Linked DNA regions of Mus musculus: region 1 is linked to region 2. The links are chromatin contacts, called in public HiChIP or PLAC-seq maps. All regions are on one chromosome and are shown on one strand. Each heading gives the region's core, a stretch centred on a gene start, on an enhancer-like site or on the middle of the called end of the contact. The rest is flanking DNA. Distances are from core to core; before and after follow the strand shown.

Region 1 (2,968 bases), core at 192-2,691, 300 kb after region 2:
GGCTCTGAGAGAGGCTGAGGGTAGCACTCATCTTACCCTCAGATGAAGCACAAGGAGGTCTTATTATCTGCCCCTGCCATCCAGGTGGCCCTGGCTGGGTCTTGTGTCCCCATCAGTGGGCCCTTCCAGGGTCCGAGAAAACTGTCTCTTCTAGTCCTCTCCTCTGGGCCTCCCTCCCCCAGTCCCCTGGTCCCTCTCCTCAGGTTGGTGCTCACTTCTTGAAAGCTCTAGGCCCCGCAGGCTCCCTGTTGGCTCCTGGCATTCCAAGGCCAGTTGCGAAAGAGCAGGGGATGGAGGCAGGCAGCCCAGGCTGCAGATGTGAGGGACACAGGGCCGGGCCCAGAGAGGGCTCAGCCTAGAGGCTTCCAATCTTGGATTCTTCTGCCTGCGGTCATCTGTTTGTCCATCAGCCCAGGTCAGAGCAGTCAGAGGGGCAAAGTACTAGAGCCCCCAGAGCTCAGCTTCCCCTCGGCCTGGGTGACATCACAGCATCTCAGTGTCGGTCACATTTTAAACTGATCAGCCTTTGTACAATGTTTTTTAAATCATTTCTAAATAAAACAGAAATACAGTGTTTTTTCCCCTGGGGTATGGGAACAAAGACCAGGGCATATGTGTGCCCGTAAGAAGTTTCAGGGAGAAAAGGGTACCCTGGGAGTGTACTTCTGCAGTTGCCTCGTGCATCTTCTAACCAGCAATCAATGTCCTGTCCTCCCCACCCCACCCCAACCCGTCACCCAGGAACCTCAGGAGTACGGGAGGGTCATTGTGGCAAGACTTCTCTGGAGACAGGGCACATGGGGCTATGGCCAGGCAGCAGCTCAGTTCTAGCGAGGGGGAAACCAGGATTCAACAGCATCAAGAGCCTGCCAGGACGCCTCATCTGATCCTGGCTCTTCCTCTTAAGGAAATCAGCCCAAGGACAGAGCTGAAAGGGGGCGTGGGAATGAGCTGGTTCGGGGGTCTGTCAAGTCTGAAGCTGAGGTGCAATTCTCTGAGGTGGCCCTGAGGGACTTTCAGTCTCCGCGATCTTTCTTGAATCTCTGCCCAGAGGGAGTAAGACAGGAAATCACAGGGTGAGGAGATAAAAGCCAGGCCAGGCCCAGGAGGGCATGAAGGCCAGGGGTGGCCGGGTCAGTACCAGGACGTGCAGGCGATTAGAAAGCGCACGTCGTCCAGTGGCCCCCACGGGCCAGGTTCCGGCTGAGGCTGCTGCGGACCCTGCGGCGCTGGAGGCTGGGGCTGCGCGGGCTCCGGGCCATCCTGGCCACCACTCAGGAGAGCGCCCATGGTCTGTAATAGAAGCCCATTTGGTACCATGCCAGAGCAAGTGTCACCCCACCCATCACCACCCTCTACCCGCGCGTGTCCTCACCTCAGGCAGTAAAGTGAAAGCAGAGCTGCACGGAAGCCGTCTGGCCTGGGAGGAGCAGCGTTATGACGCAGCCGAGACAGAGAAGGAAGGCCTTCGCACGCCAGGGGCGGGCCCCGTGAGCACGGGAAAGGCAGGGCCACTAGCCAACCACGCCCAGGGCCCAAGGCTCCGCCCCACTTAGAAGAAGGCCCTGCTAGAGCCACAGGAGGCGGCCTGGCTTCCCAAGGAGGCTACCCCATCTTCAAATTCAGGCAGGACCAGAATGCACTGCAGCTGAGTGCCTATGGCCTCACAAAGGCCCTGGCAGGGAGAAGAGCTGGGTGTCTCATTCTGAGGCCAGGGAGGGCCGAGAGGCTGGAGCTGGCTTGAAATGGAACCCAGAAGCCAGCACTACTTCCTCTTGTTCATCTCTTCTTTGAGGGGTGGGAGGGATCTCATTATGTATCCCTAGCTGTGCTAGAACTCAGTGTGTAGCCAGGCTGACTATGAACTGGAGATCCCCTCTGCCTCCGGGATTACTGGTGTGTTCCACCACCCCCTGCAGGTCTCCCATCCTGTTGAGGGAAAACACTGCATGTCATCCCACCCAACTTCCCCACAACCCAGGAACTGCTGTAGAAGGAGGTGTTGCAAACTGAGGCCACACACACACACACACAGCACACTGAGGATGGTGGGAGGCAGTCCTTTAATGGGGTGGGGCACAAGATAGCAGAACTTTCATCCAAGAGCCACAAGAACTGAAAGCCAGCATGACAGGGCAGGCTTTCCAGTAACAATTGTCAAGAGATGGCACAGGTGAAGGGTTGGGCAATCAATTCAGCTCTACCGAGCTCTGCCATGCCCCACTGCCAGCATCTGGTACAGACTAGCTCAGGCATGGAAAATGAGCCAAAGTCCAGAGGCAGGAGCCCACACGGCAGCATGGACGGTGACTCATGTGAGGCTGCAGAGAGAGGAATGGATTACATATCAGGAGCTGTTTTACAAGGTACACGTGGCCCCACCCTAGACCTGTTCTAGTTCAGTCCTTGAAAAGCCACACTTGGAACCCCACCTGTTCCAGGGTTCCAGACTGACTATATCCTGTGTAAGATCAAGCCTAAAACTCCCCACGTTTGAGACAGGAGCAAGGAAAAGTCAGTGAGAGCAGGATGTGCCCAGACCAAGCCTCTCAGAGACCAGGCCAAGGCCAAAACTGCCTTCCTTTTCCAGAACTCTTCATTACTGCTGATACAAAAAGTCACAAATACTAGACTGAAAAACAGACGTGCTCTCTCTAAGGATTAAGTGGATCACTGGTATTGGAGGAAGTAATCATTCATGATACTGAAACCGAGGTGCTCACTGTGTGCAGCATGCACAGGCTCGTGTCAGCTCTTTCCTCGGCTGCTTCTTCACTTTCCTTTTTGAGTCAGGGTCTCTCACTGAGCCTGGAGCTCACCATGGCTGCTAGGTGGACAGCCAATGAGCCCAACGCTGGAATGACAGACATGTGCCACCAAGCTCAGCTTTTATGTGGTGTGGGAATCTTAACCAAGTCAGTCCTCACTGCTTTGTACAGCGAGCGTTTTACCCACTAGACCGTCTCCC
Region 2 (2,758 bases), core at 198-2,697:
AGTTTGTGCAATTTCAATGAAGTGTGTATTTGTTCAGAGGGGTTGATGTCTCCTTGAGAAAGTATCTGTTCCCTCGCTGAGACCCTTGTCTATTCTACAAGGTCTGTATGTGCTTAGTGAGCCTTAAAACCTCCCCTCAGGATTGGGTTGGCTCTGGATCATATGTCTGAGCATGTGTTTTTCAGTTTAGGGTGGGCTAAGCATATGGTCAGTTGGACAAAGATCAGTGTAGCAGGTGAGTTGATGGGTCACAAGCCCTAAGTAGACATTAAATGGCAGGAGCTGGCTGCTTCAGACCTCAGATTCACTCTTGTAGCTAAATAATTAAAGATCCTTGTTTTGACAGTCTGAATTGTAAGATGAGGTAGTCCTTGGTGATAACTGTAGGAAGGAAGTGGAGGGTGTCCTGCTCGGCTTCCTTTTGGGTGAAGAGGATAGAGGGACGCCAGAGGGAAGTAAACTCAATTTGTGGCAGATAGGTGTGTACTTAGGTGAATTAAAGAATGTAATTTTTCCTCTTTATACTTGTATTATTTTATATTGCATAGACCTTGTATTTTAAGATCTGGCTTTCTGTTTATGTTAGTAAAAACAAACAATACAAGAACTCAGATCTGACCATAACTTGATCTTTATCTGCTCCCCGACTTTGTGACATTTCCCTTCCTTTTCTGAATTTACCTTTAGTGCTAAGAGAATTTGTGCGTTTGGAGCCAATATCTGAAGGATCCTCCTCGTCTTCACTTAAGAGTCTTGTACTTTACATCAGGATGGAGATTTATGGAGGCAAAAAGAATGACATGTCCTAAGAGGTGGGAGAGAATCAGAACGAGTTAGCAGGAAGGTTCATATTGGGGATCTGTGCCCTCAAGGTCGCGGAGGAATTTTTCCATGGGAACGGAATAGGGGTGCTGTTCGGTGGGAGACTGTGGAGTGTCACCCAGAAGGAACTGTACTGCACTTGGCTATCCAACTCTGGAGTGACAGGATCACGCAATCAGACCACGGTAATTGCACAACGGATGACACAATGCCTCTTATTAGCCAGCCTTTCATGTCTCAAGCTGCGCGGCGCCGTAACCCAACCCTTGTCACTCCAAGACCCTAACTTGGTCACTCCACAGCCTTGCCTCCTCTCGTGTCACATCCAGCCGGGCTACACCCCATCACTCCACGGGCCCGCCTCCTCGCCTGTCACCTCTGGCCCCGCCCCTCCACTGTCATTCCAAGGCCCCACCCCTCTCCTGTCATTCCCTGACCATTCCTTCTGCTTTCACTACGGCTCCACCCCTTCCGGCAAGACAGCTCCGCCCTTACCCCTTGTCTTCAGCGGTTTTTGCTGACCCCGCCCCTTCACGCACGGCCCTACCCACTATTGGATGCCTAGAGCACGGCCTCTAGCCTCAGGCTCCGCCCTCACCCGAGGCCCCGCCTCTAGGGTCGACCTGTTTTCCCCGCCCCGGCACCCGCAGCGACCGCAACGGCGGACAAGGTGTTCGGAACTTGATGCGATGGGGCTTCCCGAGGAGCGGCGCAAGAGCGGCAGTGGAAGCCGGGCTCGTGAGGAGACCGGCGCCGAGGGCCGGGTGCGGGGTTGGTCCCCGCCGCCGGAGGTCAGACGCTCGGCGCACGTCCCCTCTCTGCAGCGCTACCGCGAGCTGCACCGGCGTTCTGTGGAGGAGCCACGGGGTGAGGCTGGGCCCGAGCGACTCTTGGGGGCGCCAGTGAGCAGAGGAGCGGGAGTCCGAGGGAGATTTACCGAGCTCCGTTAGAAAGGGAGGAGATGGAGGGTCCCTGAGGGACATGGAAAAGGGATTCGAAAGAGATGGCGTTCTGTGAGAAGAAGGAGGCATCTGTGAGGCGAGACTTCCTAGAAGTTGGGGCACTCTCTGGCGACTTGGCAGTTTTGGGAGATGCGAGTTTTCACGAGGAGATGCGGGTTCCGTGAGAAGAAGCGGGGATCGGTGAGGAGAAAGTTCCCTGAGAGAGCCCTCGAGGTGAAAGGAAGGGCTCCAAGGAGCAAGGGTGAACCTTGAGGGAAGGAGAGCCCTGAAGAGAATCACCTTTGCCTCCAATTCAACCATGCCTCCCTCAGACCTTTAACGAATGCACCCATCTCGTTTTGCTCAGCGTCAGTGCAAGTCTGTTTCCCATCTAGGAGTCCTGCCTCTGTGTAAAATGACAGCAATCCCAATACACAACTGTACGAGTTGTCAGTATGCCGATGCTTTGGTTGTTTTGATGGTATAGTGAACAAAACAAGACGGAGTGAGGTTTACCACCAAGCCTGTTTGTTTTGTTTTGTTTTGTTTTGTTTTGTTTTGTTTTTTTGCTTAAAAAAACCAAAATTGGATCTAAATTCTAGTAACTCAGAGTCTGAGAGACAATTCTATGCCTTGACACGTTCTTAAGTGTCAGGACAGTTTAGGGTGCAAAACCACGATCTGGCCAGGCCTTTAATCCCGTGCACTGGGGAGGCAGAGGCAGGTCTTTGTAAGTTCAAGGCCAGCCTGCTCTACGTAGGTAGTTCCAGAACAGCCACGGCTCCATAGTGAGACTCTGGCCTACCACCACGTCCTGGCTGAGAGGGAGCATGATATTTGGTAGTAAGGTAAACACAAGCCACAAATCCTGCCCGAAAAATACATACATAGCTTTGCTTGCAGTCTTAGGCAGATTTAAAAACTTATATTGAATGTATTCATCTCTAAGATAGGAAAGCTAACACTAGATTCATAAATTAAAAAGTCCAAAGTGG

What was found. HiChIP or PLAC-seq counts read pairs in DNA pulled down with a chosen protein or histone mark.
Region 1: a contact with region 2 is called in an H3K4me3 HiChIP or PLAC-seq map of bone marrow-derived macrophages, with 6 times the contacts expected there. The contact joins the promoter of BC029722 here to the promoter of Acss2 in region 2. A contact is called at or near these places in 16 of 39 promoter capture datasets (the 3T3-L1 cell line, 3T3-L1-derived adipocytes, the C10 cell line and 10 more), 2 of 15 datasets of contacts at CTCF or cohesin (the NIH/3T3 cell line and large pre-B cells), 19 of 484 Hi-C or Micro-C datasets (the C10 cell line, the C2C12 cell line, CD4 T cells and 15 more), 13 of 115 datasets of contacts at active chromatin or transcription factors (the SCID.adh cell line, astrocytes, bone marrow-derived macrophages and 6 more) and 5 of 9 other capture datasets (adipose tissue, embryonic stem cells, liver and 2 more).

Annotation. Positions count from the first base shown.
Region 1 is chr2:155,817,791-155,820,758 of GRCm38.p6, forward strand. It overlaps BC029722 (cDNA sequence BC029722), which reads right to left and starts at 1,442. Exons shown (of 2, transcript NM_001384169.1): 1 at 1,376-1,442; 2 at 1-1,293. The coding sequence starts at 1,290. The coding sequence ends at 1,135. It overlaps Mmp24 (matrix metallopeptidase 24), which reads left to right. Exons shown (of 9, transcript NM_010808.4): 9 at 1-576. Eif6 (eukaryotic translation initiation factor 6) reads right to left here. Exons shown (of 6, transcript NM_010579.2): 6 at 2,047-2,321. The coding sequence ends at 2,312.
Region 2 is chr2:155,516,596-155,519,353 of GRCm38.p6, forward strand. Acss2 (acyl-CoA synthetase short-chain family member 2) reads left to right here and starts at 1,448. Exons shown (of 18, transcript NM_019811.3): 1 at 1,448-1,689. The coding sequence starts at 1,512.